Regions from separate parts of the Mus musculus genome. Here regions 2, 3, 4, 5 and 6 are each linked to region 1. Evidence: chromatin contacts called from public HiChIP or PLAC-seq and Micro-C data. All regions are on one chromosome and are shown on one strand. The core of a region is the stretch at or near the end of the contact, and the rest is flanking DNA. Distances in the headings are between cores, read along the strand shown.

Region 1 (5,208 bases), core at 1,442-3,941:
GGAGAAAGTGTCAGAGCCTTCTTCCTCTTGGAAAAGAGGAAAAGAAACTAGAACACTCAATGGCACCATCGCTGACTGACTGAGAGTCACTCTGCTGAGCTTGTATTTAAACTGTCTGAGTGTTTTATTCTTTGAAAATTAAATGCATTAGAAAAAAAATTTGGCACAACCAGTTCAGATATTCTTACTAGAAGGTGTGGCTGTAAAAATTAGCTACACGCAAATTACAGATAGACCCATCAGAACGCTAATGCACTCAAACTGTGACAGAACTCACTGCCTACCTTCAATCCGACTCCTACTCTCTCCTTGTGATTACCACTCTAGCTTCACAAGATAGTACAATTCCCTGTAAGTAAACAACAGGAGAAATGTTTTAAAACAGCCATCATTGAGAAATATGATCCCCTCTTCCTCTGACAAAGATAATGCTTTAGAGAATCTAATCTCAGAAGGCAGGTATTAAGGAAGAAGAAAGACGTCTATGAAAAACTTCTATTTAGTCAGAAGGACAAGGAGTTCAAACTCTCTAAATCTACAGGACAAGAAGACATAAAAGATTTAAAAAAAAAATCAGGAAAGAAAGAAAACAAGGAAAAAGGATATTTTTATCTGGGCTAAGGGCTCCCTAGAATTTTAACTCTAGGATGGCCCTAGACTCAGACCACACAAATTTTGGGATTTGAAGAGTAACTTAATTCTACAGTGCTACTAATTACTCCATCATGAATATGCTGGCTAGGATCCATAGAGTTTGCTGATTATCACATTTAGTGAAATTTGATATTATTCTTTATTTATCTTAGTCGTGGGATTTCATAATTCTTCAGTTTTTCAAGATAAAATGTGTAGTTGTTCCTTTTCCATCTGACATAGTATGATGTGTGTGTGTTTTTTGTTTTTTAATATATTTGGTTGGGGGTTGTTTTTTGGTTTTGTTTGTTTTGGGGTGTTGTTTGTTTTGTTTTGAGACAGGGTCTCTTTAGGTACACTGACCTGGCTTGACCTTAAAATTAAGAGGCTACATATACAAGCTACTGTATTCAGCTTTGAACAATATGTTTGTGTCTCATTAAAATTTGATCCTTTAAAAATTACGTAGAAGAGAGGCTAGGAATGTGGGTCAGTGGTAAAGTGTTGACCTAGCATTTTCGAGGCCCTGGGCTCCATCAAAAATAAAAATAATAAAGACACAGAGAACATAAGTTCATATCCAAAGAATGATAAAGGTGACCAACGCTTGTAGTTTGGCAGACCTGCCTAACAGCATGTACTTTTCTACTTCCTGTAGCAAAAGAGAAATTTAATGGGAAGCCTGACTCCACCACTTACAGCTGTGTATGTGATCTTGAGCTAATTACTTAAAAGCCTGGAGTCTCAGATTCCAAAACTGTAAAATGGGAGCATTAAATGGGAATAATGAATACCTACCTTGCAAATTTATTAAGAGTAAATGAATTAAGGTGCCCACTAGACTACACTAAAAGCTCGAGAAGAGAGGCAGCGTCTACACAGCTGTCGATTCTTGCTGGAATGAAGACCCGCAGGACAGGAACTCAATGATATTTTTAAATGAATGAATAACTATGTGTCCCTACTTCCCTCATCCACACTAACTCTTCTCCCATAATCGTATTTCTTCGTTTTTCTTCTATCATTTTCTAAAGCCTTCAAGACATTCTATATTTTGTCCTTCTGGGTGCTTTTCTTCTTCTCACGGGCTATTATTAACAATACAGCTCAAAGAAAGTGGCCCCGTTAGTAATTTCTCCAACACCGCCCACCTTCCATTTCTAATGCGAAGGAGGTGGAAGAGGCGGTCAGAACATAGGCTCCACAGCATTTCATCTACCTACCCTGGGCCACTAACTCGCGTCAACAACAGCGAAGTCGGTCCTCTCCAGAACACAACTTTCAGGGCAACTGCACCATCTCTTTCTACATCTCCGCAACCAGAAGACTCGCGCAGAGGGAATCCTCTGCTCTCAAAAGTTACGGAGTCCGTTACACTCGTGCCCCGCTGGAAAGAGGGGTGCATCCCCACAGTAGGACAGCCTTGCTGGACAGACTGATGGGATTTCAGAGCCCACGGTGTGGACGCGGGTCACCTTTGGACCTGGCCAGGTTCCTCTGACCACTGCTCCGAGAAGGCAGCGCTCTTCGAGCCCTGGAGGGAAGCTAAGGGGTGCGGCCAGTGCCCGGGCTGGGGACAGGAGAGACGCACAGTGTGGACAGCTAGGCTGACCTGCCACACCGGGACTACGCCCACCCGTACCTCGTCTCAGCGCAGACCCTACCTAGTCACAGAACCACTCCCTGAGACACCCGGCTCGCCCCCGGCCCATAAATCAGCCGGCCGGCGCTGCTCACTGGCTGGGTCCGCATCTCCCTTCTGGTCATTGGCTACCCGCACGCAAAGCCCTCCTCCACAAGGGAACCTCGCGTACGGCGGTCTCTCAGCGGAGCACCCCCGCCCCGGCTCCGCGTAGCTCGCCGTCCCAGCAGCGCGGCCTCAGCCACTCACCGTGTAGTAGGAGAGCAGCCCTGCATTGTAGTCCAGCACGAACCAACGATACTGCCATCCCTTCATCACGTTAGTCCATTTGCTCAGCGGCCCTTCCACGATGGACGCCATCTTGGGAGCCGCCAATGACAACAAACGGCCTGACGTCAGTCGCCTATATGGCATTCGGCATGCAGGGGGCGGGGTCTCCGAGAGCCTAGGCGGGACCAGGGCGTGAGTGGGCGGGGCCAGGTGCGGCTCCTCTGTGCAGCTGGTGGACCCACGCCCCTGGCAATCCTAGTCAAGCATGCTTTGTTTCTTTCTCTCTTCGCCTATTGTGTATAGGGCGGGCTGTTATGGAGGCAGAAAACTGAGAAAGCGAGCGTGAATATTTAGATTATTTATCCAAAACAGGCGTGAAGGTGGATACCTGTAATCCCAGCACTTGGGAGACCAGAGGATCGGTAGTTCAAAGCCAGACTCAGCTAAGTAAGACTGACAAAAAAAAGAAAAGAAAAAAAGGAGAGAAGGAGAAAAGGGGAGTGGGGGGACAGAGAGACGGAGGGGAGGGGGGTTTAGAGGTGGGTGTAAGGGAGGGAGGGAGAGACAGACAGACAGAGAGAATAAGAGAAAAACATCTTCAAGAGGATCTGGAGGGTAGGGGAGCACACAACTGCCTGTAACTCCAGGCCATCAGAACTGAGGGTACCAGCACTTAGGAGCAAATATTCCCACCCCACTCAGACATACTCACTAAAGTACATATAACTAAAACTAAATTTTTTTTTTGTAAGTTCAAGATAATCCTTGACTACATAATGAGTTTGAGAGTAGTGGGTGCTACATAAAACTTTTTTTTAAATTGTAACATAAGTTTTGTTGGGTTTTTTGTTTTTTTTTTTTTTTTTTTTTTTTTTTGGAGACAGAGTCTCTTTTGCAGCCTTGGCTGTTCTGGTATTTGCTATATATAGGTAGACCAGGCTGTCCTCTAACTCACAGAGATCTGTCTGCTTCTGGGCTTGGGTTAAAGGTGAGAGCCACCACACCTGGCCAAAGAATTCTATATTTAAGAACCTAGTGATTGGGAAAGCTGGAGAGATGGCTCATCATCGGGTAAGCACTGACTGCTCTTGCAGAGGTCCTGAGTTCAATTCCCAGCAACCACAGGGTGGCTCACAACCATTTGTAATGAGATCTGATTCCCTCTTCTGGTGTGTCTGAAGACCAACTGTGTACTCACATACATAAAATAAATAAATAAATCTAGAAAAAGAAGGGGAAGAAGAACCCAGTGATCCTCTTTTGGCCTCCCTGGCCCCAGACATGTATGTAGTACACAGATATGCATGCAGGCAAAAAGAACTCATATACTTCTTGTTTTGTTTTGTTGTTTTACTGTAGAGAAAAATCTAGGGCTTTGTGCATGCCAGGAGAACATTCTACCCCTGCTATATTAGTCAGGGATCTTTAGAGTAAAAATACTTACAGAATGAATATATTTGTGTATATATAGAGAGATCGATAGATATACACACACACACAGAGTGGGATTTATTACAGGATGTGATTAAGCAAAGACAACAATGGCTGCCTATGCATAGAAAATCCAAGAAACTAGTAATTGGATGTCTCAGCTAGCTAGTCTTCTGTGTATGCCAAAATCTGGAAAGAATAGGCCCTAATGCCAGTGAAGTAATGGACTTGCTAGCAAAAGTGAGAGACGTAGGCAGAAAAGGAGAAAGCGTCCTTCTTGATGCCCTATTTATAGGTTTCCAGGAGAAAGTGTGGCTCAGACTAGAGGTGGATCTTCCCACTTCATATCATCCAGTTAAGCAAAAATCTACCACAGGTGTGCCCAGCCATGTTTGGATTTTAGTTAATTCCCGATGTAGTCAAGTTGACAACCAAGAATAGCTATCAGACCTGCCTTTTCTTAAGAAAACATAGATCATTCTTGACACCTCACAAGAGACCACCCCCAATGTCCATTTATGTATTTGTTACACAAACCACACACTTAATAACCATAGTCTGGGAATATAGCCCAGTAGCAGAGTGCTTGCCCAACATATGTGAGTCCCTAAATTCAACTCCCAGAATCAGGGGACTGTACTTAAGCACACATGCTGTTTTGCTCTATGCACTCTTTTAAGGCTTTGAGAACATTTGCAGAAGGTAGAAAGGAAGGCAAGGATAAACAACAAAATCTTTGATGTGTGAGTTACAAATTGTTAAGTGCTATGGGAAAAAAAATAAAGGGAAGAGGGGTTGGGCCTGAATGAGAAGGGAACTTTCTCAAAGCTTTATACATGTATACACAATCAGCTATACCCTCATAGCTCCTACCTCTCCCCTTTCTTGCCTCTCCCCTCTCATTAGTCTCATTTGTCCCTCTACACAGTTTTACTTCTGTGTTCAAGTGCTGGGATCTTCTGTAATGGAAGCAAATACTAAGAAAGTAAACAGGAAAGTTGCCCAATACTGAGATTCCAGAGATGCCTCAGCTGATACAGTGCTTGCTGCATAAGCAAGAGGACATGAGTTCAGAGGCCTCACACCCACACAAAGGCCAGGTGCATGTCTGTAGTCCCAGTGCTGGGAAGATGAGACAGGAAGTTCCTTGGGGATTTCAGGTCAGCTAGTCCGGCAGAATTGGTGAGATATAAAATCAGTAGCAGACTGTGTCTTTAAAAAAAGAAATGTGG
Region 2 (5,208 bases), core at 743-3,242, 230 kb after region 1:
AAAGGCAGAGGCCCCAAGAAGGCTTTGGCAGGTTGTTAGAGGGAGCGCAGGCCCCAGCAACGGTTACCCGAGCAATGTACCTCCCTGCCACCTCCAGGTACTGGGAATGTCAACATCGAGGAGGCAGAGAAGCTGCTGAAGCCCTACCTGAACCGATACCCCAAGGTGAGACCAGTCCCTGCTGGGCACTCCCACCCCACCAGTACCCAGTGGACCCACCCGGATCCTCACGAGTATCATTGCAGGGCGCCATCTTCCTGTTCTTTGCTGGGCGGATTGAAGCTATCAAAGGAAATATTGATGCTGTGAGTGATGTGGGGCTTTCTTGGGGTATCCCAGCCCAGCAAGACGTTAGATACATAGAGGCCATACTCGGGGATAGGGTGAGCCCAGGAAGGGGCAGGGGTAGGAGAAGCATTCTGTCAGAGGTGGTCTGGGAGGAGAGAGGTGCCTTTTGATAGGAAGATATAGGATTCTGACATTCCTGATCAGGAAAAGCTGCTGTCCCCCCGGGGCATGGGTGACTAGGCTGGATTCGGTGAATAGGGTAGGGGTGGGAGTGAGGAAGGAGGAGAAAGGGCCATGGAAAGGGATTGGGCAATGTTTTTCAACCTGTGGGTCATGACCCTTTTGGGGCCAAATGACCCTTTCACGGGAGTCACCTAAGACCATCAGAAGAAAACTTTAGATATTTACAGTTCACAACAGTAACAAAATTACAGTTATGAAGTAGCAATGAAAATAATTGTATGGTTGGGAATCACTACAACACGAGGAACTGTATTAAAAGGTCACAGCATTAGTAAGGGTGAGAACCACTGAGCTAGAGACAGGGAAGGTCACAGCCATGGCAAAGCTCAGAGAACTATGCCAATATAGAAGGCTACATTCCAGAGTCCTGGAAATCTCCAGCGAGCCCTCGCAGGATAAATCCCTGGCTGTGAGTAACCATGGAAACTACTGGACTCTTTGGTGTTCTTTCTGAGGTCCAGACATTATTGTATTAGTATATTAACACCTTCTGGGACTGGATGGATGGCCCAGTTGGTAAGCTGCTTGGCACAAAAGGATAAGACCTGAGTTTAGTCCCCAGCACCCATGTGAAAAAGCCAGACATGGTGGCATGAGGTTTGTTGACCAGCCAGCCTAGCCTAATCGGGGAACCCCAGGTCTCAGCGAGAAACCCTGTCTCAAGATAAAGATGGATAGCTCCTGAGGAAAGGTGCTTGGGGTTGGCTCCACCCACATCCATGCCCACGTGCACACAGGGATGGGAGAATTACAGCCTCAACAGCTTGTACCTTCTGTCCCCTCCCCCAGTGTGCTCTGCTCGGAGCTCTCACTCAGGGACCAGATCTCTAGAATCCATACGAGGGGGCAAGCATCATGGATCGTCAATGAGGCTTAGTGTCGCGCCAGTACAGGAAGCCAGATTCCCTGGCTTCCAGACGCCCGTGCCTTGGGGGAGGCCATCCCTGCTGTGGGCTGTGGGGCCAGGTGGGGCCTCCCTGAGCTGGCCTGTGCTTGTCCCAGGCTGTCCTATGGGGGCCCGCTGGGCCTCCCTAAGCTGGCCTCTGCTTGTCCCAGGCTGTCCTATGGGGGCCCACTGGGCCTCCCTAAGCTGGCCTGTGCTTGTCCCAGGCTGTCCTATGGGGGTCCGGTGGGCCTCCCTGAGCTGACCTCTGCTTGTCCCAGGCTGTCCGGCGGTTTGAGGAGTGCTGCGAGGCCCAGCAGCACTGGAAGCAGTTTCACCACATGTGCTACTGGGAGCTGATGTGGTGCTTTACCTACAAGGGCCAGTGGAAAATGGCCTACTTCTACGCCGACCTGCTGAGCAAGGAGAACTCCTGGTCCAAGGTAAGCTGACACTGTGGGTCAGGGGTCGCCCCGATAAGCCATGGAGCCTCGGAGCTAAGGGCCAAACCCCTGACTGAACACAGATTTGTCCCCTGGCATCTAAACAGAACCAAATGTTTGAACAGGACTCAGGGTTGGGAGGAGGGAAAAGCTGTGACCAGCAGAGAAACTGGACTTGGTGCTGGGGATTGATCCAGGGCCCTGTCTATCCACGCTAAGCATCCCCTGCTTCCCGAGTTACACCCCTCCAACTCCGAAGTGTCAGCGTATCTACCTATCACATGTCTAGCAAGTGCTGTCTAATCACACTGGCTACTGTGGCAGGGGTGTCTTTCTTCTGTGCTACCCCAGTGTGGCAGCCACCAGCCACATGGACACATCACCAACACATTGTTTACACTTTATGTGTTTTAAATCAAAGGGCTCCAAGTAGGCCTAAGAAGGTAAAACCTTTGAAGGGGAGCCAGGGAGGGTGAAAGCCCAGAGCAAGAAATGCACGGGCTCAGGGCTCGGGTACTCCCGAGAGGCTCTGTGTCCACTGGGTAAGGGCTGTGGTATGAAAGTGAGGCCGGATGCCAGAAGCCACTTGCTGGAAGCTGACAGGTACTGTGTGCCTGGCACAGCCTGGGTTTCCTACTGCAGTGAGGTAAACATTTGTGGAATGAGAGGGCAAACAGCTGACACCAGGGAGAAGGCCTTGGATCAGAAGTGACTGTGGTCTACCCGATGTCCCTGGATGACTTGACTGTAAATGAGTCACTGCATACTCCAGCCTGACTCCTGGTTGTCAGTGAGTGGAAGAGGTCTGTCAGGGTGGGGGCAGGGAGGCCGTAAGAGAAAGTCTTCACAGGCAAAAGCCCAGAGGGTCTATGGAGGGATGGGGAAGAGATGCCATCAGACGATCCTGTGTTTGGGGCAGGTCATGGAAAGCCTGACAGGTCCTTCGAGCTTTATTATAGCGGGGGCAGAAAGGACCTTGAATTCTTGTGCTTGCTGGGCACTCTCGGTGGCAGGCCTAGGCCAGGATACAGAGAGAACAAAGAGAAGACACTGAAGGCACAGAGCCATGAAGAACAGAAGATATACCATGTTTGATGACTTTCAGTGAAAAAACTCCCCAGTCAGGGACAACATGGGGTACAGTCAAGAGGTAGGCCATATATGTCTTGAAGGACTGCTGTGGGCTACAGGTGGAGCCCCACTCCCACCCCACCCCCATCTGGATCAAGGCAATGGCTGGGATTAAAAGCTTGTGCCACCATGTCCAGCTGTCATGTCCCACATTCTCCTGTGGCTTACTGATTTCCTTCTGTCCCTATCCCCTTGTCCCGTCATGTGACTCATGGACTATGTGTTCCCCTTGCCTATATGAGACCATGTATTAACTATCTCCCATAGTTAATATGAAAAATGAGCTACTATTCAATAACTCATTTTTTGTGTGTGCTAGAACATATATTTGGCACATGAATCTGTGAAGGAGGCCAGACACTGGCTTCCAGATGTCATTCTCTCTTGCTCTCTATCTTATTTTTTGAAGTGATATCTCTTCATGGAATATGAACCTTGTCATTTCAGCTATGTGGGCTTGCCAGTGAACCCTAGGGACTTCCTGTATTTGCCCTGCTTCAACTCTGCCCCACTTGCCAGTCCCAAACTGGGGTTACAGACACCTGCAAGGAAGCCTAGCTTTATGCATGTGCTGACGAACTCAGGTTCTCACACGTATGCAGTGAGCATTTTATACACTGAGCCATTACCCATTACCCAGACTTTTTTTTCCTGTCTGTTTTTTATGTCAACTTGATATAAACTGGCGTCATCTGGAAGGAGGTAACTTCAACAGAGAAAATGCCCCCCATAAGATCAGACTGTAGGCAAGCCTGGAGGATTTTTTTTTTTTTTTTTTAAGATTAGTGATTGATGTGGGAGGGTGATGTCACCCTGAGCTGGTGGTCCTGGGTTTCATAAGAAAGCAGGCTGAATAAGCCACGAGGAGTAAGGCAGTAAGCAGCCCCCCTCACGGCCTCTGCATCAGCTCCTGCCTCCAGGTTCCTGCCCTGCTTGAGTTCCTGCCCTTGCTGCTCTCTGTGATGAACTGTTCTATGGAACTGTGAGTCCAATCAACCCTTTCCTCCTCTGTGTGTCACGATGTTTCACCTCAGCCATAGAAACCCAAACTAAGACAAGTCTCTCATTCCAGCCTGGGCCTAGAACCCACGTAGCTTAGGCTGTCCGTAAACTTGAAGCCATTTTCCTGCCTTAGGCTAACAATTGTTAGGATTTCAGGTGAGAGACATCACCTCATGCTAAGATCTTTTAAAAATTAATTTTGGGGGGTAGCACACAAAATTATGGATTTTATTGTGACATTTTCATACATATATGAAGGTATATAGTGTACTCTGCCTATTTCCAGCCGCCTTCTCCCCAGTCTACCTTTCTCCAAAGTCTTCCTCTTTCATGTTTTATATATGTTTCTATATCCATCCATCCATCCATCCATCCATCCATCCATCCATCCATCCATCCATCCATCCATCCCTGTTGCCATGATCAACACCATGACGGAGCCAGCTAGTTTTATGTCAACTTGACACAGGCTAGAGTCATCTTTAGAGAAAAGGGAGCCTCAGTTGAAAAATGCCTCTAGATACAGCCACAGGCAAGACTATGGGGCATTTTCTTAATTACTGATGATGTGGGAGGGCCCAGACCATTGTGGGAAGTACACCCCTGGGATGGTGGTCCTAGGTTCTAGAAGAAAGCAGGCAGAGCAAGCTGTGGGAAGCCAGTAAGCGGTGGCCCTCCACGAGCTCTGCATCAGCTCCTGCCTCCAGGTTCCTGCCCTCACTGCTTTCAGTGATGAAACAGTTATTGGAACAGAGTACATAAGCCCTTTCCTCCCCAGGTTGCTTTTGGCCATGGTGTTTCATCACAGCAGTAGTGAACCTAACTACGATAAATTGGTACTAGGATAATGGGGTATTGTTACGTCAGACCTAACCATGATTTGGGAGAATATGGAAGAACTTTGAAATTTTGGGCTAGAAAAGCCAATGAGTGTCCAAAGCGTGGAAGATAAAAATGTTGAGAGCAATACAGACAATGAAGGCCTGGCTTGTGAACTTCTAGAAGGAAGTTTGAGAGTCACTTAAAGACTATCAGGGCTATCTGCTATTTTGAGTTGGGAATCTGTGATTAGGGTTGGCTGGGGCTGAAGAACCCGCTATGATTAACAAGAGACCAGAACCTCTGAAGTAAAATCTTTGCTTTACTGGGGCAATTGATACTGGTTAGCTGGAGCTAAGAAATTAGCAGTGATTAAGAAAAGAGCAGCATTGCGAGGTG
Region 3 (5,208 bases), core at 1,300-3,799, 230 kb before region 1:
CTCTGGTTTGGTTAGGTTTATCTCCTGGGAAGGAGCCCGGAAGGCTGAAGTTCCAAAGGGTGGCAGGGTTGGCTGTTATTCTCTGGTCCTTTACTGCGCCTTCCTGTAGTGTAGCTCTTCCCTGTCCTTGTGAGTCTCAGCTCCTATCAGCTGTCCCTCCTGCCACAACCCACTGTGTCTCTGATTTCCAGTACACTTCCTTCCCTCCCCTCTGCCTCCCTGTTCTCTATTCTCTCCCCTTAAACCTAGAGATAAGAACACTGTTATCAGCTCCAGAAAAGCAATTTATTCTTAGGATCTTATCATATCCTGCTGGCACTCTCGTAAATAGTTTCTTTAACTCTGCTAAAATTATCCTAATTTGAGTGTATCATCTGTCTCCTGCCAGGATCCTGACTAATACAATATTGTCTAGGGGTACATAGATCATATAAAGAAAAGCAGGGGAATTATTACTATAAAATTATTATGACTCTGTGGGGAGGGAAATATACAGAAAAATGAGTCCCATGGGAGACTCCATTTGTATGACAATATCCTATTTTTCACCAATGCTATTTATGGAAACACTTATTTTTTGATCACTCTTTATGAGTTTTTTCCCCCTGAGACAGGGTCTCATGTAGCCTAGGCTAGCCTAGAACTCCCTATGTAGCCGAGGCTTGCCTTGAGCTCCTTATCTTCTGTCTTTATATCCCTAGTGCTAGATTTACAAGTATCTGCTGATTATTATTTTTTTAACATGACCTCATATTTTGTAGACTTTTTAATATATTTTACAATAAACATTTTAAATAAGAGACTGGGAATGTAGCTCAGTTGGTAGAGTGTGTACCTAGTGATAGGTTATTTCTTCACCAACTGTGAAATGAGCCAAGTCAAGCCAGATTAGGTTATATTAAAAGCAGGTTTATTGGGAAGCTGCTCTTCAGCAAGCCAGTTCACTGGCCCCAAGGACCGAGGGCAGGAAGTCACCAGGGGGGAAGGGGTATGGGGAAGGGGAGGGAGAAAGAGAGAAAAGGGCATATGTTCTGAGAGAGAAGAGAAATAGAAAAGAGGAGAGGAAGGGAGGGAGGGAGGAAGGGGGATAGTGAGAAAGAGAAAGGAGAGAGAGCAGAACGAAAATGTCTGGATTATATAGAGAAGAGTCTCTGGGGCAAGGGCAGCCCAGCCTCTGGGCTGGAAAGTTCAGGGTTTGGGGCAGGATATGCCAGGTTGAGGGATGTTGGGAGAACCTGGAGGCCAGGTCTGCTTTGATATGTAAGATGCACACCCCGGTTCCTTTTCACAGGGTCCAAAACCAAACACCTAAAATGTCTGACACCCTGGGTTTGGACTTCAGCACTCTATAAGCTAGGCCAGCCTCAGCTATTTAGGGAGTTTGAGGCAGGCCTGGGATACACGGGACCCTGTTCCAAAAAAGAAAAAAAGTTCAACCTCATTCCAGAATGGGTGGCTAGCGTTCAGTAATCTATTGAATATGTGGTTATGATGGGCTCAGTTTCTAGTGCCAAAATTGTTTCTGCCTGTTCTCATAAGAACATGGTCGTGAAGGATTGGAGCCTCATCCTTGTGACCTTGTTTGCCTTGATTGCGTTCTCAAAGATCCTACCTCCCACGATAGTCATCTGGGGTTAGGATATGAACACATGAATTTGTTGGGTGGCACAGCTCAGTCCATCACAGGGTCACACATTCCTTGGTTCTTATTGCCTCAGACTTAATGAGTCATCACAATGGAACCGGTAAACAAGCCCCAGGTCTTGGTCAGCAAGAAAATAAAGACTGTGTCAGCTGGCTGAGAGTCAATAATACACAAGCTGAGTAGTCTAGTGAAAAACTCTTTGACAGGCTTCTCAGAGTACTAAAATATGTGGTCCCTTTCAAGGAACCACACGAAACAATTAAAACTGTTCATCAAACATTGTTTTGACTATTCCATGTTTTACCCATTTGTTAACAGAAATTCAAGGGCAACTGTCACTGTGAGTGCTTCTACTAACTTGACACTAATCAGAGTCACCTGGGAAAATGGAACCCCAACTGAAATATTATACCCATCAGATTAGCCTGTCAGCCAGTCTATCGGGTATTTTCTTGATGAATTATTGGTTTGGGAGGGTCTAGCCCTCTGTGAGTGGGCAGATGATCCTGTGTTGTATAAAAATATACTGCAGACTGAGCAAGGCAGGGAAGCAAGCAGGGACTGCAGGGAGCGGTCTTCCTCCATGGTCTCTGCTTCCGTTCACGTTATCAGGTTCCTGCTTTGGCTTTCCTTGATGCCCTGTAAACATATATTTAGTTTAACTGTTTCCTTGTGTGCATTTCCTTGTAAACAGTCAAGCTAAATAAACCCACTTCTCCCCTTTCCTCACAACAGAAACCAAAGGAAAACACAGCGATAGCAAAATATTATGGTTCAAAGGAATGTTAAAGTTAATACAAGTGTACCTGGGAACAGTCGGGGCGAGAAATAAAGGGCTTGCAGCGGGCATGAGACAGCCAAGCTGACCAGATAAGAGGATTGTTCCACCTGTCTTGGAAGGCTCTAACTGGCTCCCAAGACAGCGTCCCCCACCCTGCAGCCCAAGTGCATATTTAAGGCATCACAGTCCTTGCGTGTATGATTGTATCTATTATAGCTAATCACAGCTAAATTGCAAGGACAGCTTCCAAGAAAGCTTCCACCCATGCCAGGAAGGACACTGTTCCTGTCTAAATAGGTGGGGGTAAAGGAAGATAGGAGGTAACCAAGGCAAACTGTAATTACATCCTGCTGACACATCTGCTAACAGAAATGTCCCTTTGTTGTTACATATCCTTGAAGATCGTTAGGTTCTTCTCACAGAAGCCAAGACACCACGAGTACTCTATCGGTGGGTCTGAATCCTCAAAAGACCTAAGTTCATTATTCTATCACTTTCGTTATGGTTTTGACAGCCACACCCCCTTGGTAGGAATCATGGTGGAAAATACCTAAAAGGAAAAACTGGTCCACCACAATTTGGGACAGAATAAGCATCACCTACCTACCACATGAATATGCTACCCACCTCATAAATATTTATATAATCACTTTAAAATCCACAATGCAGTAGCCACCCTGATGCTTCTCTCTGTGGGGCAGCCCACTTCAGGCCTCTTCGTGCTTGGTTTGCCTAGCATTACAGACTAAGCTTATGCTTCTCTCCTAAACAGATATCTGCTACTGTGCTGAATAAGTCTCTGTTCAAACTGTGTTTCTTGACTGAATGAAGCCCTTCAAGAAGAGAAGAATTGCCAGGCAGTGGTGGCGCACGCCTTTAATCCTAGCACTCGGGAGGCAGAGGCAGGTCGATTTCTAAGTTCGAGGCCAGCCTGGTCTACAAAGTGAGTTCCAGGACAGCCAGGGCTATACAGAGAAACCCTGTCTCAAAAAAAACAAAAACAAAACAAAACAAAAAAGAGAGAGAGAGATTGAGAGAGAGAAGAATTGGAAACACACCTCCCTCCCTCAACACCCCAAATAAGACCCCTGTCACTGCTATACATTTATAGTGCCCAAACCACATAAAGTCTCAGTGTCACAAACACCAGACGCTCACAACCGTAGCATCAGGAATCAGAATCAGGACATTAGTGACCTCAGCCCTCGGGGTTACTAAGATGACATCAGCTTGTTAAAGACCCTGTTTTTCATGAACATCATTCCTTTTGGGAAGCAGTGCTGAGAGAACTGCTTTCCTCAGAGCCCAAGGAAGAGATATCACTTCAAAAGCTAAGAGAATTTCTAAAGAGATGCTTGTGAACATAGACTTGAGCTTAAGCGTTGGTGGATGGGAAGAAGTGAATAGGGAGAATAAGAAGCATTTCAGGCTGAGGTGACAAGCAGGCTGAGAGTGAGGATCGGAATGCTAATCTGGGGCATTGATCCCGGAGGGAACTTCTGAATGGTTTAGACAATGACCCAGATCAGATGATGAGCACAGGAAATTGGGCTGTTGGACCAGTTCTAGGGAAATAGGGAAAGGCCCCTTCCTTCCCAAAAGCAAAGACAGGATTGCAATGTCAAGTAATCATTGACATTCCTCAGAACATGGCCTTCCAAAGCTACATTTATGGTAAACTATCTTCCCAATAGTTTCTTATGCCTTCTAAAGCTGAAGACCTATTCCTTGGCTTGTGTTGGGTAAATGTGAGCACTAGACAACCTCTCACACACTTTAAAAAAAAGATCTAATGAGTGCGAGGTACTGTCCACATTCTCAGCACTATGGAGATATAACACTTGCCAAGCGCTCACTGTGAGCTAGGCAGTGTTATCATATTTAGTTCTCACAATACATGCACGAGAAAGATTAGGTTGCCCTTAGTTTACACAAGAACAAATTTAGATTTGTGGAGAATGTTAGTCTCATGGCACTAAAGCCAGGATTTGACCTCAGCATTTTTGACTCCATAGCCTCCTCTACTGTATAAGGTTGTCAATATTACTGTGGGTGTGTTCATCTAGTGGTTCAAAGATATTTGCTAAACACATAGTACACATTAGGCTTTGTGAATAAATAAGAATGGTGATCAAAACAGCAGAGTAACTTGTTTGTTTGTTTGTTTTGAGACATAGTTTCTCCATATAGTCCTGGTTGTTCTGGAATTTGCTCTATAGACCAGGCTGGCCTCGAACTCAGAGATCTGCCTACCTCTGCCTCCTGAGTGCTCAGATTAAGGGTGTGCACCACCCCACTCACTCAGCAGAGTAATTTTCTAATGTAAGTTTATCAGGATAGATTGACACAAATCTCAGGGCATAATTTCCTAAGAATATCTGTCTATCTATCTATCTATCTATCTATCTATCTATCTATCTATCAATCAATTATCTATGGAACAAGATTTCCTATAGCTTTAGTTGACCTTGAACTTCTGATCCTCCTGTTTTTACCTCCTGAGTTCTAGGATTACAAATACATGCTACTACACCTAATTTCGTAGGAATGATGAGTCACTTAGTCATTCAACAAATATTAAGCTTAGTGTGTGCTATATCAGGTAGTAACTAAGAATAATGATTCTTATGCTGCCAGGGGAAAAGAAGAACCAATAAATCCAGTATCAGAGTTTAAGATATACCATAAAGATAACAGAAATCATGTAAATACCCAATGGCGAGAAGGTTGGTTTGCTTTCAGGGTAGATCAATATTCAATATTATACTGGAATTACCAATAA
Region 4 (5,208 bases), core at 1,158-3,657, 200 kb after region 1:
ATAGAATTTTTTTTAGCCAGGCTAAGTAGAATCAGAACTAATGGAGCTTAGTTGCTTCAGGACCACTTACCTGGCCTCTTCTGTCATTCCAACAAGGCCCTGAATTTTTTTACTTTAGCAATCTGTTGTGTCTACCTATCCCCCGTGCTACCTTTCATGCTGTCTGTCCATTTCTTTTTTTAAAGGATTTATTTATTTATTTATTTATTTTATGTATGTGAGTACACTGTAGCTGTACAGATGGTTGTGAGCCTTCATGTGGTTGTTGAGTATTGAATTTAGGACCTCTGCTCACTCCAATTGGCCCCGCTAGCTCCGGTTGGCCCTGCTCACTCTGGCCCAGAGATTTATTTATTATTATACCTAAGTACACTGTAGCTGTCTTCAGACAGCACCAGAAGGGGGCATCAGATCTCATTACGGGTGGTTGTGAGCCACCATGTGGTTGCTGCAATTTGAACTCAGGACCTTTGTAAGAGCAGCCAGTGCTCTTAACCACTGAGTCATCTCTCCAGTCCCTGTCTGTCCATTTCTCATATAGCCTAGCTAGCCTGGAAGCCCTTAGCCTTAGCTAAGGATAACTTTGAGCTCCTGCACCTTCTGCCTCTACCTCCCACGTGTTACAAGTGTGTAGTGTTGTGAAGGACTGTTTTTTCTTTTGAAGAGAGACCTTTCAGTGATAAGCTGTTGGCTCCATCCCTGGTTCCATGGATGAATTATGTGACCAGGAAGGAGTGTGTGTCCTAGGCAAAAGAAACAGCATGTACAAATGCCCGAGGACATGACTGTGTGGGGCGTGCGACAGGCTTCAGCCTCATCACCTAGGACTCACTCGTCTCTACACTGTTCTCTTCAGAACCACAGACCCCAGCATTCATCAGTGTGCCCTTACCCACTCCTGTGCCTTTGTCTATATTGGTCCCTCATGGAGCACACCTGCTCCCAGCTTCATTAACGCACTTCTCAAGGCTCAGCTCCCATCTGCTCCGGACAGACCCTTCCCCCCCCCTTCCCCCTTCCCCAACATACTCACCCTCGTCTGGGTTCCTTAAATAATGGTTGCTGGTACATGCTGTTGTGGTCAGGTTCCCATCATCGTCTTTTCAAGCCCATATGTGAGGCTACCAAAGTTGGGATAGTTTCCACATAGCAGTGCCTGGCCTCTGCTCACACAGAGCAGCATAAGGACATCCTGGGAAATAGCTCAGCAGTCAAGAGCATTGGCTGCTCTTCCAGAGGACAGAGGTTCAATTCCCAGCACCTACATGGCGCCTCACAATGTCTGTAACTCCAGCTCCAGGGGATGTGTCACTTTCACTCTGGCATAGCTGCAGGCAAAACTCTAATACACATAAAAATATTTTTAAAAAGAACAACAAACAACTCACAGTCTTTCCAGGCAGTTATCTTGATGAGAGCAGCAATCCCCCAGACATTTCTCCCTATTCCTAAACTCAAGTTGCCTGGCTCCTCTGGGATCTGATCCAAGTCCTTCCCACCATGGCTGCATTTGCAGGCTGCTCTTTTTTGCTTCCTCTTCTGACATCCTGGAGCTCAGGGCCAATCCCTCCTCCTGTCCCTTGCCTTTCTAAAGGGACAGCTCTAATCTAATGGCAGCCACGTGTTATGATGAGTCACCAGAGCATCTGGGGCCCAGAGGTAGTGGCCGGTTAACTCTTAATGGGCCAGGGCTCTCTGCTAGAAGATCATGTGGGCTTCTTCGGAACCTGTCTCAGGTCTAAGTGCAAAGTGGGCATCTGGGGGATGGACCACTCACTCTGGAAGTGAGAGAGGAGGGGGCCAAAGGGAGAAGGGGCTGAGTGTGAGCTTTGGAGTTAGGAGGGCTAAGTTGCAGTTCCTGCTGGCCACTTACTGTAGAGTGGCTCTACACAGGTCACATGAACTCAACCGCTCGAGTTTTCGCATCTGAAAAAAAAAAAAATGGCAATTTTAGGGATTGTTTGAGAAGGAGAGTGTGAGCTGCCTGCTAGCGGTGCGTGCTAACCCGCCCGCTTTCCCGCCTTCTGGTCTCTTGCAAAACACTGGCCCCGTTTGGGCAAGCGGTTAGAATGAATGTCCACGCCTGTCTGCAGAAGCTAGGCTTTCTCCGCTAACATGGCCCGGCAGTGAGGCTGGACCGCGAGATCTCAGGTGTGGGGCCGGGAGCTGAGGCCTAGGGAAGGTGGAGAATTTCCCAGCCCGAGTGGGTGGAGGTGTTGGCAGCTCCGGTCCATGTCTGCGCCGATGCTCCAAGGCCAGGCTGTGCCGACCTTGAGCGCCCGGGTCCCACCTGGCCAGCGCCAGGGGCGGGCGCTGCGCTGCGCGGGCGCGGCCATGGTCCCACTGCGCGGGTGGGCAGCCCGAGACCGGCCCGGCCCCGTCGCCTTCCCCGCCCCCCGGCGCGCCCCTCCCCGGCCGCCGCGTCGCTGGGATCCGGCCGCAGCACCTGGGCTGCGCCTGGCGTCCGGCGCGCGCAGCGATGACCACGGCCAGCGGCCCGGGCGACCTGCCGGCGGGGTGAGTGGCGGAGGCCGCCTCGGGGCGCGGGCCGTGCAGGGCGAACGCTGCGGGGGCCTCCTAGGAGGAGCCCCGGGACCGCACTGCGGCTCCAGCCGCTGCGCAGCCTGCAGCCCGCGCCCCGCTGCCTCCTGGGGACCCTGGCTCAGTCACAGGCCTTCTGGGTCCCAACTTTCTCTCCCTCCTCATGGAGTCTATACCCATGGGGTGGGCCTTGTTACGATCACCCTTCTTTACAGATGAGAAAACTGAGGCATAGCTCTTAAGTGACTTTGATTATCCAGGAGGTAAGAGTGGAAAGTGAGATTTGAACACAGCTCTGTCTGGTGACATCCCCTTTAGGGATATTTGGGGTATTTGAAGGGCTCTAAGTGTGCTCGGGCCCAGGGTATTGGGTGTACCAGGAACCTAGGTTGTCAAGGTGGGTGCTGTCACTATCAACATGGCTGTCTTGGCCAGCCCCACCCCCACCCCTCCAAAGTCACAGTCAGACCCCCTAGGTTGATCCCGGGCACTGCCAGTTGCTGTCTGGAGATAGTCAGCAGCTCTGCTGTGTTTGGGTTTCAGTGCTTAGGGGGCAGTTGCTGGGATCCTAGGCTGCTGGGAGGTTGCTGGGCAGAGAGAGATCCTGCTCAGGTGAGCTGGGAGGGGTGCCTGCCCTACCTGGAGACTCAGACTAGTGACAATATTTGCCAAGGGCCTGAGGCCTGACAGATGAACAGGGAGGAGAGAAACCACCAGCCAGCTGGAAGCCTCTAGTGTGGGTCTGAGAGAATGGTAGCTCGGTGCTGAGGAACATCGTGGCTGGAGGAAGTCACCTGTTAAGTTTTCCCCTAATCATTTTCTGTTGTATAATTTTGGTCAAGGCATTTGACCAAACCTCCCTGACTTCTGGTTCCTGCTTTGGAAAACACAGAGAGGCTGGGTTAGCTACGCTCTTCCTGCTGAGGGTTGAAAGCTCCGGAGCTTGGCTGACTACCTTTCTGCGCAGCCCTGTCCGAACACCACCCTTCAGTATTAGAAGCGTGGTTTTCAGGAGAAAAGGCAGACATGGAACAAGGCTTCCATCCACAAACCCAGACTTGCTGGCTGAAAGCCAGACTCGTCCCTCTTGCCTATATACCACAGCTGTGCCTGAGTCCCTGGAAGAACCCTGGGTACCTCTAACTCTGCTCCCAGCCTCCAGGCCAGTAAGCACAAAGTTCTAACAAAAAACAGAACATCTGTGTTCCTGTATGCCTGTGAGGGCCCAATCTTTGTGCTCACACAGGCCCATTTGTCCAGTCCCCTGCTTCTGGTCAGTGCCATCCTTGTGGGATTTGAGAAGAAAACCAAAGTAGAAGCAAATCCCGCTTCCATCTGTAGACACTTAGTCTCAACAAACACTCAGATCTTGTCTGGGTATAACTGTAATAAAGTTTTATCTACCATATAACAATACTTTCTTGGCAGTGGGGACAGGGTGGGTTAAGACAGGGTCTCCTGTAGCCCAGGCTGCTGGTGTACTCTTTGTGTACCCAAGGATGACCTTTGAACTCCTCATGGTCCCATCCCTACCTCCCACCAGCTGGGACTACAGGCATGTGCTACCATGCCCAGTTAACAAATGTGAAATGTGAAATGTGCAGGGCAGTGGTGGCACACACCTTTAGTCCCAGCACTTGGGAGGCAGAGGCAGGTGGATTTCTTTCTGAGTGCAAGACCAGCCTGGTCTACAGAGTGAGTTCCAGGACAGCCAGGGCTACACAGAGAAACTCTGTTTCAAAACAAAACAAAACAAAACAATGTGTGTGTGTGTGTGTGTGTGAGTGTGTGTGAGTATGTGTGTGTGAAATGTTTTTAAGGCTTCAGAAGAATGGTAAATAATTCTAAGGCATTTTGATTTTTAAGTTATGTAGGCAGAAGAGGGCATCAGATCCCCTGCAGTTGGAACTATGGGCAGTTGTGAGCCATCGGTGAGGGTCCTGGGAACCAGACTCTGGCCCTCCATGAGAGCAGCACTTAACCACTAAGCCGTCCTCTAGCCTCTGTGGTAAAGCCCTGGGTTCTTGTCACCCTGTGTTGCCAGATACTGTGTTCCACGTTCTCTATCCTCCTTTTAAGAGAGAAGTCCTGTTAGTGAAACCCTCTGGAACACCCCCACCCACCACCTTCCTCTCCAGAGATAATTGCCAGCCTGAGTCTTAAGTTTATTGTTTTCCATTTTTATTCTCCTGCTGAGTATGGGAAAATCTAAAAGCAATCCAGCGTGGGGTGGGGGGGGTTAGTCTGCTCTTACTTCCAAGTGTTCTGTAACAGAGCCTGCAGCAAACACCCGATCTGTGGCTTACTTTTCTAAAAGTTTGGTTTCTGAGGTTTTTGCCTCCTTGGGCCCACACGCTGGTCCCCCTCACCCTGGCACCTACTTCACCACCCTGTGTAAAGACTCCATTAATTTACTCATCCTTCTTGTTAGACACTGGGGTGGTTTCCTGCCTCCTTCTATTCACACAGAGTATTCATTCCTGTATGGCTGTCTTTTGTACACAGGAGTGTGCCTCTGTGGTCCCCCCCTGGTAATTACAGTGTGCACTCAAGCCTTCCCCTCCCTCCCTTCCTTCTCCCCTTCCCCCACCCCCTCTTTCTTTTTGACAGGATCTCACCATGTCGACTTCGTCTGGCCTCAGATTCAGATCTTCCTGCCTCAGCCTT
Region 5 (5,208 bases), core at 1,605-4,104, 170 kb before region 1:
TAAGAGGGTTAGAAATGTTGGTACAGTGCTTGCCTAGAAAGCATAAGACTCTGAATTTGATCCCCACAACTGCATAAAACTGGGTTTGGTGGGTGCATTCATGTTATTCCTCAGGGAGGTAGAGGTGGGAGGATCAGAACGTCAATGTTATCTTCAGCTCCCAGGCCAGCCTGGGATATATGAGACCCTGTTATAACCAAGGAAGGACAACAACAAAATGAAACACAGAACCTACCCAGACCACCCAAAACTAAAGAACAATTCATGGTGCTGGGATAGCAAAGTGCTCTTTACCTTCTAAGAGCGCAGCTGGAAAACTCTTGGAATAGTGTTGTGTGAGCTTGCTGTGCTTGATCCTCTAGCACTGAGTGTTGCTAGAATAGAGCTGGACATTTTGTGAGTGCTGTCTAGATGCCAGACACTGTGCTGGCCTCGTATGCATTATAGCATTAGCTTGTTATCAAGTATTAAGAGATAGGTACCATTATAATCTCCATTTAAAGATAAACATGCTCTGGAAGTTGAGTGATTTGCTTAATTTACACAGGTCATAAATATTTGATGGGGGTTTGAGTATCTCTTTATCTGATTGTAAAGTCTGCACCCCAACCTGATGTTTCCATTTATCAAGAGACACTCAGGAATGGTTTTCTAATACTTTTTGAGCTGTGGCCTAATTTTGTTTAACAGGTAAGCCGTTGAACTGGTATCTGCTTTTCATAATGGCTTTTTATTGTTGGTAGATGTCAGTTGTAATCTGTTAATCTTGTCATAGTATAGAGGCCAGGATGGATTGATCTAATTCAAGGCTGTTTTATAATATTTTTCTGTATCTGTTGTGTAACTTATGGCATACTAGCTTTTTATGTTTTATTTTTAAGAATTAGGCAGAATTTTAGTAAAATAATTCAGAGGGGAAAACCAATTTAATACTAGACTATCAAGAAAGGAACTTTAGGCAATTACTGTCAGTTGTTGAGGTTTTTTCCAACCATCAATCCCTATGTGTCTATTTCAGAATTGTCTCCTGGCTTATGCTATTACTACATGTCACTTGGGTAATTTCATAGGTTTTCTAAGCTTGTAGAAAACTCATTGTTGGTGTAGAAGACCTTTAACAGTTACTTCTATAATTTTTAATGTTTTAAATTTTTTATAGGAAATGCTGAGACACTCAAGCATGAACCAAAGAAGAATAACATTGATACACATGCCAGACTGAGAGAATTCTGGATGCGCTACTACTCTGCTCATTACATGACCTTAGTTGTTCAGTCCAAAGGTAGTGTTATCTGTTACACCCCTAGAGTTACTCTGAAGTATCATTTGCCCTTGATTAACAGGTCTTGAGTAGCAAGAGTCCATTCAGATGCAGTTTATTTTTGAAATTTTGCAGCATTTTAGAAAACCTTACAGATGAAACACATAGCCTAGAAAGAAAAAAAATTTAAGAAAAAGCTAGATGACATGAATACATAAAATACATGTACATAATATTTTATTTTATTTATTACCATAAAATATACACAAATCTATAAAGTATACATTTAATCTAAACCTGGATAAACACATTGCATCATTTACAGCAGAGAGAAATGTAAACAGACGCAAATGTATTAAAGCATAACTACATGGAATGAATGGTAGTCAATTAGTACTGACATCGTTTCTTATCCTTCTCCACTGTTGTGACATCTGCATGAAGCTGCTGATCATGTCCACACGGAGAGTTAGTCTGCTCTAGTCAACTGTATTGTAGGCTTTTTTTTTTTCTTTTAAAAAGGTCTCAGTACTTGAACAGTCTTCACCGTATATAATGTGTATGAAATCTAAAGTACATGTCAATAGGTAGTTTATGTTACTGATATGGCTTTTGTGAAGATCTGGCTGTTAGTCAATTTTTGGGATAGTCAAAAATGAGATGGAAAACAATTGAGAAGGACATTTGACCTCTGGCTTCCATACATATGAACACATGCATGTACACATGCACAATCATAGAGCATGCACATATAGTCCCATAGAGATGAGGGTGTGTGTGTGTGAGGGTGTGTGTGTGAGGGTGTGTGTGTGTGTGAGGGTGTGTGTATGGGTGAGGGTGTATGTGTGTGAGGGTGTGTGTATGGGTGAGGGTGTGTGTGTGAGGGTGTGTGTGTGTGTGTGTGTGTGTGTGTGTGTGTGAGAGGGTGTGTGTGTGTGTGAGGGTGTGTGTGTGTGTGAGGGTGTGTGTGTGTGTGTGAGGGTGTGTGTATGTGAGGGTGTGTGTGTGTGTGTGTGTGAGGGTGTGTGTGTGTGAGGGTGTGTGTGTGTGAGGGTGTGTGTGTGAGGGTGTGTGTTTGTGTGTGAGGGTGTGTATTTACTGCCCCAGGGGTCAATATTCCCACATGTTGTTCAAAGATCAACTGTTCTACTTTCATAGGATGTTTGAGTCACTATGGCATATTGTTACTCTATTATCTGGCAAATTACAAACTGGAGCTAGAGAGATGACTCAGCAGAGTGCTTGCTCTGCTTGCAGTGAGCCAGACTTTGGTTCTTAGCATCCGTGATGGGTGCCTAACAACTGCCTATATTTACAACTCTAGGGGATCGCACATCTTCTTCTGGTCTCCACCAGCACCCCAACACTAATACACATACCACACAACACATACAACACACACACACACCACTATACATAAATACAAATATTTCTTAAAAATGGAAGGAAATGAATATGTTACAAAGTAATGGCAAAGTTCACAGAAACGTAGATCATCTCATACAAATCATCTCTCACAGAAATAGGTCATTTATGGACTAACTTCAAGTGCGTATGAGTATACTGGTGTACTACTCAGAGGTCATGTGTGGTTGAGACAGGGGCTCATGTAGCCTTGACCTTCTGGGATTTCAGGCATGTGCCACCACACCTAGCTCAGCTGTTGTGTTTTCTTTTCAGATGATTCATATTTGTGGTTTTATATTTATATTGCTCATAAACTTACAGGGCAAGCTGTTTGTTCATCCCTATATAAAGGTCCTATAAGATAATTAAGAGCAATCCTGTAGCAATGATAGAAGCATTCTAAATGTCAAGACTGAAGAGCATCTCTGCTCCTTCCATGTCCTGATTATCTTAGTGACTCACTGAGGAGACTCCAGTAACTTCTGTTGTCTTGGGGGTTTAACCTTTTGTAGATGTCCTAATAATCACGTGTTAAACAATTCCTTTTGACATTATAGTTTGCATGTTTCTTCTCTTCTCCTCTCACCAAATATCATTCTCCGTTCTATAAAATTTTGACCCAACCTCTTCAAAATTGAGATCAAACAAAGCTGATAACATATGAAACAGTTTTCATTTTTCAAAATTAATCCAAAAATGTGATTCTAAATTGCATTTATATTGTTGTAGCAGGCATTGCTTATTTTTAGTATAGAGGTTAATTTATAAATTGTTGCAAATTACTTCATGCATATGAAGTTTTATTCACTCTGGTGTTTGTCCCTTTGTGATCTTTTCCTGTTTGATACAGTGATTGATACTGGTGCAGATTTTTGTTTGTTTTTGAGACAGGGTCTCTTTGTATCCCTCAACTTGCTGTATAGACTTGGCCTGCCCTGAACTCAGAGAGATTCACCTACCTTAGTCTCCTAAGTCTTATTGTCAAATTCTAAAATAAACAATAGAATTGTGATGAGATCACATATAATCTAGAGTTTTTTGATTTTGAGAATTTCTCTTTTTATGCTACTTAAAAGTCAAATTTCTGGGTCTGAGGAGATGGATGGCTCAGTTCCTGAAGAGCTTGTTTCACAGGCATGAGGATCTGAGTTCAGACTCCAGCACCTATGGCACGTGCCACCCCAGCTCTGGGGAGGCAGAGAGGGCGGATCCCTCAGACTTGCTGGCTAGCCGGGCTAGCTGAGTTAGCAAGCTCCAGGTTCCAGAGGCCGTGTAGAGAATATTGAGGAGGAAGGACTAGTGAGATGGTTTGGCAGGTAAGACCAAGTATGAGTTCAGTCTACAGCATCTACATGGTGACTTCACACACAAACAAATGTAATTAAAAGTAGGTTTTTGCAGGTATTTAGGAGTAACTTTAAAAAAAAGGTATTTGGGATATAATATATGAGAGAAGAATTAAAAAGCGGAGAACGATTGAGGGAGACAGCAAATATCAACCTTTGGACCCTACTTGTACACACATCACATCACAACACATCACAACATCAAATACTTAAATAGAGCTGACAAATACTTTAGCAGATTAAGGTGCTTGCTTCTAAGTACGACTCCTTGATTTTAATCCTGGGGATAAACAAGGTATTCCTGCAAATTGTCCTCTGAACTCCTCACATGCACAGTGGTACACACACACACACACACACGCACACACGCACACACACACACACACACACGCACACACACACACACACGCACAAATCTAACAACAAGTGAACTATCTGTGTAAGTAAAGTTTGGCTTAAATTCAAAACTTGATTAGTCTTTTTTTTTTTTTTTTTAATTTTGCCTTTAGTTTCTTTTCTTCAAATTACTGGGAATTAAGCTCAAGAGTTCTCTCATGATAATCACATGGTTTGTCACTAGCAAAACCTTGTGTGCCTTTTCTAACCTTGTCAGTGGGCAGTTAGAGTCTAGCAAAACTGTGGGTGTGGTACGGTTTTTCTTCTCTGTTGATAGCCTTCCCGGATAGCTTTCCCGGTAGGTACTTCTGCTAGGTTAATAGCAGTCGATGTTAGCCTCATTCACAAGTGTATAAAAGACAACCTCCAGTGTGGCCACAGTTTTCTCCACTGACTAACGATTGTGTGTCCTGTTCTTCCACACCCCTTCCCCTCATCGTTCTTCAAGAAACCCTGGACACTTTGGAAAAGTGGGTGACGGAGATCTTCTCTCAGATACCAAACAAGTAAGACAGTTGCTTTCTGTAAGTTACATGTCTCCACAGTTAAAGGGCACACCTTTTTGTGTAAGTCCCAAAGGTATTTTTGTTCTTGTTTTTGTTTTTTTCAAAGGTTGTAATACTAAGACCTAAGGAAGTTTACTAACTTAGTCAAGATCATATTACTTTTGAGTAGAAAAGCTAAGATAGGAACATTTTTCCATAATTTCTATAGTTCAAAAATTGCATGCTTATAAATTTATATTAAGCAATACTTTTGAAGATTTTTGTTTGTTTTTACATTTATTGTTTGTTTTTC
Region 6 (5,208 bases), core at 1,427-3,926, 130 kb after region 1:
TTTTCTGTTTTAAGTGAGACCTGTAACAGAAGCAGACTTTCATTCTCTCACCTTACCATGTCATAGTAAGACTCATCTACCTATACTAAAGCTACATTTATTAAGGTTAAAATACTAAAGTTTGTGTTAGATCACCAAGTCTTTAAGATATTTCATTATATATATAGTCTCATTATTGTGAATATACATTTTGTCCTGTACAAAGTTTTTCTCTTGAGAATCTGTCCCTTTGAGTTTTTACAATACATTAGAATGAATGTGTATGACTATGAAACAAAGAATTTAAACAGTATATATGACTTTACTAAATTAGTCTATGATGGAAGATTCCATCCTTATTCAAGTTGGTTTTTTTTTTTACCATTTATTTATTTTATTTGTGTATTTGTGTGTGCACACATATGGGAATGTGCTGTGGTATTCATGTAAAGGCAATAGCACAACCTTCTGGAGTCATTTCTCCTTCCAGCAGGTGGGTCCAGGAGATCAAACTTAGATTGTCAGGCTTGGTGGGAAGTGTCTTACCCATTGTGCCACCTCACTGGCCCTTTCATTGTTTTAGAGATGAAGATGTTTAATTCCCAGGACTTCTAGTTGATGTAGGATGTGCTGCCCAAACCCCCCAGTAACTCCCTAGCCTTATTTCTTAGTTGGATCCCATTTTCTTCCTTGATTGAAGTATGAAGGGTGCTTTCTTCATGGTGTTCTCCCTGCAGAGCACAGAGGTGTACACCTTTAATCTGAGCACTCAGGAGGCAGAGGTAGGGGGAATCTCTGAATTTAAAGCCTGTCTCTGGTCTAGAGAGAGAGTTCCAGCATAGCCAGGGCTACATAAAGAGACCCTGACTCAAAAACAATAACAGAAAAAACCCCATAGAGTTTCCCCTGTCATCCTGGCCATTCTTAGTCACGTCTCACATTGCACTGTCTCCTGTGACACTATAAATCTTCCGAACAGTAGACACTGTATTTGCTCTTTCTACCTTCAGCACTAAGCGAGTGCTGTAACCTCTCATTGCTTCTTTGTTGTTATATTAGTCACTTTTCTTCTCACTGTGTCTTACACGCGTTCTCGCGACCGGCCAGGAAGAACAACAACAAACCGGAATCTTCTGCGGCAAAGCTTTATTGCTTACATCTTTAGGAGCCAGAGAGCAAGAGAGCAAGAGCTTTATTGCTTACATCTTCAGGAGCCAGAGAGCAAGAGAGCAAGAGAGCAAGAGAGCAAGAGAGCAAGAGCCAAAGCAAGAGAGCAAGAGCAAGAGCTCTATTGCTTACATCTTTAGGAGCCAGAGCGCAAGAGTGCAAGAGCAAAAGCAAGAAAGAGCAAGAGAGAGAATGGTGAAACCCCGTCCCTTTTAAGGAGAATTATCCTCCGCCTAGGACGTGTCACTCCCTGATTGGCTGCAGCCCATCGGCCGAGTTGTCGTCACGGGGAAGGCAGAGCACATGGAGTGGAGAACTACCCTTGGCACATGCGCAGATTATTTGTTTACCACTTAGAACACAGGATGTCAGCACCATCTTGTAAGGCGAATGTGAGGGCGGCTCCCCACAACTGTGAGGAAATGTGACAGAAGTAACTGAAGGGAGGAAGGATTTACATTGGTTCACAGTTTCAGAGAGTTCAGTCTATCATGACAAAGCAAGCTGGATGGTGGGAGTGGCTCCATCCATCAAAGCAGGAATACATTGTAGAGCTTGTCATACAGCAGCCAGACCAGAAAGCAGAGACTACACTGGCAGTGGGGCTGGGCTTTAATCTTCAAAAGCTCACTCCTAGTGACCCTACTTCTCCAGCCACACCAAACTTCCCACAGCCTCACAAATAGCAATACCATCTAAAGACCATACATTCAATCGTAACAGCCTATGAGGACGTTTACATTCAAACTGTACCAATTCCTTTCTTCTAACCACATGATGCAGGTGGGCTTATTACCCCGCACCTCAGCCTGCCACCTCTTTTATTACTTACTGCCTAGGATTTTACTGTTTTCATTTGCCTAGACATACCTTTAACACTGTGAGTATCTATCCATGCTTTATGACCCATGTTTAACAGCTCTTATTATTTTTGAAATCTTTAGATTGCTAATTGTTCTTTTTCTGTTTCTGTTCCTGTTTATTTTAATTATTTTATCTCACTGTGTAGCCCTAATTGGCCTAGAACTTGCTATGTAGACCAGCCTGGCTTTAAACTCACAGATATTACCTGCCTCTGCTCCTGAGTGTAGGGTTAAAGGTATGCACTACTGTGTTCAGCAAATTCTTAAAAGCTATTGATGGAGTCCATAAGAATCTTTACTTTGAAAGTAAAAGCCTCAGAGAAGTTCTGGGGGGTTGTTTTGCTTTAGATTTATTTTATTTTTAAATTATGTGTGTATATGGGGTGGGATATGTACTTGTGAATCAGTTGCCTGTGGTAGCCAAAAGTGTAGGATCCTGGTGAGGCTGGAGTTATAGGCAATTGTGGGTACTGTGAAGGGAACTCAGGTCCTTAGCAAGAGCAGCTTTTGCTCTTAACCATTGAACCATCTTTCCAACCCCCTAAGAAGTTCTTGAAGTCAGAAAGGTGCAAGAAACGGAGGCTATTTTGATCACTTGTATAGCGTGGTCATGATAATTTATGCTGAGGCAGGAGGTAATATTTTGACATCTGCTAGATTCTACTTCCTGCTTGTCTGTCCTTTTAGCAAAAACATAGGAAGTAAAAGTCATATCCTGCCAGTCCTATTATCCTACTTTTAGGCCAATAAACAAGATAGGTAATTATAATAGTTACTGGGAATTGTGCTGCATCCACTTTATGTAAATTTTTTGTTGAATTCTTGCAACATCCCTGAAGAGGAAGAGGATTTATCTTGATTTAACAATTTTTAAATTACTTATACAGTGGAGGCATGAGGTACAAGTGTGTGTACATGTGTACAAGTGTGCATTCTACAAAGTATAGGTGGAGGTCAGAAGGCATCTTGAAGGCTAGAACTCTGGTTGTGAGGCTTGGCGGTGAGTGCCTTGACCCATGGAACCACCTTTCCAGCTCCTGTCTCTTATTCCAGACAAGGCCATCTAGTACAGAATTTCAGTGGTAGAACTTTCAACCAGATTTCTAGATTATCAGCATAATTTTGTCAATTTCATTTTAGTTTTTTCACATTTATTTAGTGTGTGGGGTGGTGTGTATACATGGAGGTCATAGGACAACTTGTGGGAGGAGTCTTTCTCTTCTTTCACCATGTTTGTCCTGGAGATCAAACTCATCTTGCTACACTAGGCCGCAAGTGTCTTTACCCACTCAGCCATCTCACTATCCTGATTTGGTCAGATTTAACTGTCAGTATCTTAGTTTCTTTGTCTGTTAAATAGAAATGCAAACACTATTATACAGATGCTGAGACTATGGTAAGTTAGTATAGGTTATTAGTTATCGTCCTCAATACTCAGCTCATACCTTAGAGCGAAAGGCTTTCTGAATAGTTGCTCAATAAAAACTATTTAGAATAACTGAATGAATTATTTTTCCTAGATGAAGACAAACAGGACCATTGTAGCCAGATGGTCAGTACCATATCTGCACAGTCCCAGAGATTGACCTACCTGAGACCATGAGGAAATGAAGAACAGACACACATAGAGGGATCTCTAGAGACTAAAAAACTGGGATTGGGTGGCCTGGGCTCTTGGATGAGGAAGCCACAGTGCCCAGGAAGTTCAGTGTGTTTATCATGAACAGTTGAATAGAAGGTAACCTCATTACATTCAGCCACATAACGGGACAGGTTCATTATGTACAGCTGAACAAGGAGGCAGATCATCTTATACAGATGAACCAGAAGTCAGGTCTAGCTAATCTTGGTGGAGCAGTCTGAAGGTGGTAAATATTGGGGACTAGAGGAAGACTTTGCCATCTTTCTGAGCCTCACAAGGGTGGGGTAGGTTGGGAAGGATTTGCCAATTTCCCATGGAGGCTAATGGATTGGTTTAGGAATGGTCATGCTATGCCATTCTGTTCCTCAATGTGTAGGCTTCTACCTTGTTTGTATTCAAGAACCGATTTAAAACAATAACATCTTTTGATACCCCAGAAATGCGTCTTTTAGCCCCAATCTCTGCCACCTTCTCTTCCACCTCTCAGGAGCTGGCTGAGTCCTACCGTCCCATAGGAGCTTTGTTGTGTTCTTTTGCAGCACCTAGGTCAGGGCCTTCTGCAGACTGATGAGGGATAGTCTAAGCCTGAGCTTTCATAAGTGGTATATCATGCTTATGCCTGTAATTCCAGCACACTAAAGGCTGATTACAAGTTCAAGGCCAGTTTAGACTACATAGTGAGACCTTATCTCAAAGAAAGATTTTCTTAAGAGAGCCTTAGAATCTTAAAATTTTAAAATTATGTTTTCAATTTAGTTCTATTAAGTTACTACTAAAAACCATTAGATTTGAAGAGATCATTGCTTATAGTACTAAGTGTAGAGCTCTTTAACTTAAATGATCCAGTCTGATCTGTTTCTAGCACATCTATGCGCCAACACTAGGAGGTATCAATGACTGCCTCACCAATGAAAACACTGGAATAGGCGGGTCCAGGTTAAGATGTACTGTTGGTTTAAAATGTTTTGGTTTCAAAGTATCAGAAAGGAATATAAAACATCTCAGTAACATTTTTTAGATTTATTACATACTGTAATATTTTTGAATATAGTAAATAAAATATATTAAGATTTACTTGTTTTTAATATATAGATTTTAGATAAAAATCTTTAATTACATATATTTTGTGGTTATAGCTTACTAAGGGACAGGACAGTTGTATCTTACAATAAAGCAGTAAATTTTAAGATGTATTATAGTCTGAGTTTGAAAAACAAAACATCCTTCAAAAATTTTTAGGGTTCTAGGCTGGGCTTTGAGGCCTTTAATGCTAGCACTTGGGAATCTGAGGCAGGTAGAGGTTGAGGTCTGCTTGGTTTCAGGACAGCAAGGGCTATGTAGAGAGACCTTGTTTAAAAAAAAAACAAAACAAACTAATTTTAGGGACTGGGGATTCTCAATCTCCACCAACAGAAGGGCCAAAGTGTCATCAATTTGTATGTTTCCTTGCCACTTCTGGAAGCCCAGTAAATAACTCAGTATGATGGCATATACCTTTAATCCCAGCACTAGGAAAGTTAAACTCTCTGAGCTCAAAGCCAGCTTGGTCTATATATT

The links. HiChIP or PLAC-seq counts read pairs in DNA pulled down with a chosen protein or histone mark. A called contact is a pair of places that touch in the nucleus more often than the background predicts.
Region 2: a Micro-C map of the HL-1 cell line shows a contact between it and region 1, with 3 times the contacts expected there. The contact joins the enhancer-like site here to the promoter of Osbpl9 in region 1. A contact is called at or near these places in 5 of 39 promoter capture datasets (the 3T3-L1 cell line, the C10 cell line, liver and 1 more), 6 of 484 Hi-C or Micro-C datasets (the G1E-ER4 cell line, the HL-1 cell line, the HPC-7 cell line and 3 more) and 1 of 9 other capture datasets (liver).
Region 3: a contact with region 1 is called in a CTCF HiChIP or PLAC-seq map of the NIH/3T3 cell line, with 7 read pairs. The contact joins the promoter of 8030443G20Rik here to the promoter of Osbpl9 in region 1. A contact is called at or near these places in 4 of 39 promoter capture datasets (the C10 cell line, cranial neural crest, embryonic stem cells and 1 more) and 1 of 15 datasets of contacts at CTCF or cohesin (the NIH/3T3 cell line).
Region 4: an H3K27ac HiChIP or PLAC-seq map of embryonic stem cells shows a contact between it and region 1, with 2.3 times the contacts expected there. The contact joins the promoter of Ttc39a here to the promoter of Osbpl9 in region 1. A contact is called at or near these places in 24 of 39 promoter capture datasets (the 3T3-L1 cell line, 3T3-L1-derived adipocytes, the C10 cell line and 16 more), 3 of 484 Hi-C or Micro-C datasets (embryonic fibroblasts, epidermal suprabasal cells and nephron progenitors), 6 of 115 datasets of contacts at active chromatin or transcription factors (bone marrow-derived macrophages, embryonic stem cells, extraembryonic endoderm stem cells and 2 more) and 4 of 9 other capture datasets (adipose tissue, liver, macrophages and 1 more).
Region 5: a CTCF HiChIP or PLAC-seq map of the NIH/3T3 cell line shows a contact between it and region 1, with 10 read pairs. The contact joins the enhancer-like site here to the promoter of Osbpl9 in region 1. A contact is called at or near these places in 3 of 39 promoter capture datasets (liver and neutrophils), 1 of 15 datasets of contacts at CTCF or cohesin (the NIH/3T3 cell line) and 3 of 9 other capture datasets (adipose tissue, liver and pancreatic islet).
Region 6: a contact with region 1 is called in an H3K4me3 HiChIP or PLAC-seq map of bone marrow-derived macrophages, with 2.6 times the contacts expected there. The contact joins the enhancer-like site here to the promoter of Osbpl9 in region 1. A contact is called at or near these places in 5 of 39 promoter capture datasets (3T3-L1-derived adipocytes, the C10 cell line, hippocampal neurons and 1 more), 5 of 484 Hi-C or Micro-C datasets (cerebellum, cerebral cortex, cortical neurons and 1 more), 2 of 115 datasets of contacts at active chromatin or transcription factors (bone marrow-derived macrophages and forebrain) and 4 of 9 other capture datasets (adipose tissue, liver, macrophages and 1 more).

What each region holds. Positions count from the first base shown.
Region 1 is chr4:109,199,581-109,204,788 of GRCm38.p6, forward strand. It overlaps Osbpl9 (oxysterol binding protein-like 9), which reads right to left and starts at 2,692. Exons shown (of 24, transcript NM_001368727.1): 1 at 2,525-2,692. The coding sequence starts at 2,635. It overlaps Gm46867 (a long non-coding RNA gene), which reads left to right and starts at 2,613. Exons shown (of 3, transcript XR_001784406.1): 1 at 2,613-2,669.
Region 2 is chr4:109,431,294-109,436,501 of GRCm38.p6, forward strand. Ttc39a (tetratricopeptide repeat domain 39A) reads left to right here. Exons shown (of 18, transcript NM_153392.2): 10 at 98-165; 11 at 246-305; 12 at 1,696-1,857. Among named protein-coding and RNA genes, the nearest start is that of Ttc39a, 27 kb to the left of the region's middle. Within about 2 kb of position 1,993, at least 73 of the 459 cell types and tissues checked have an H3K27ac peak or open chromatin away from gene starts, as enhancers often do. A contact at or near this core is called in the HL-1 cell line and liver, where this site is marked.
Region 3 is chr4:108,969,528-108,974,735 of GRCm38.p6, forward strand. It overlaps 8030443G20Rik (RIKEN cDNA 8030443G20 gene), which reads right to left and starts at 2,550. Exons shown (of 6, transcript NR_040664.1): 1 at 2,452-2,550.
Region 4 is chr4:109,404,693-109,409,900 of GRCm38.p6, forward strand. It overlaps Ttc39a (tetratricopeptide repeat domain 39A), which reads left to right and starts at 2,408. Exons shown (of 18, transcript NM_153392.2): 1 at 2,408-2,517. The coding sequence starts at 2,480. Ttc39aos1 (Ttc39a opposite strand RNA 1) reads right to left here and starts at 1,565. Exons shown (of 4, transcript NR_131195.1): 1 at 1,034-1,565.
Region 5 is chr4:109,027,592-109,032,799 of GRCm38.p6, forward strand. Nrd1 (nardilysin, N-arginine dibasic convertase, NRD convertase 1) reads left to right here. Exons shown (of 31, transcript NM_146150.3): 7 at 1,160-1,282; 8 at 4,859-4,916. Among named protein-coding and RNA genes, the nearest start is that of Mir761, 13 kb to the left of the region's middle. Within about 2 kb of position 2,855, at least 26 of the 459 cell types and tissues checked have an H3K27ac peak or open chromatin away from gene starts, as enhancers often do. A contact at or near this core is called in the NIH/3T3 cell line, where this site is marked.
Region 6 is chr4:109,330,640-109,335,847 of GRCm38.p6, forward strand. All of the region lies in intron 12 of Eps15 (epidermal growth factor receptor pathway substrate 15), which reads left to right. Among named protein-coding and RNA genes, the nearest start is that of Gm52702, 10 kb to the right of the region's middle. Within about 2 kb of position 2,677, at least 1 of the 459 cell types and tissues checked has an H3K27ac peak or open chromatin away from gene starts, as enhancers often do. A contact at or near this core is called in bone marrow-derived macrophages, where this site is marked.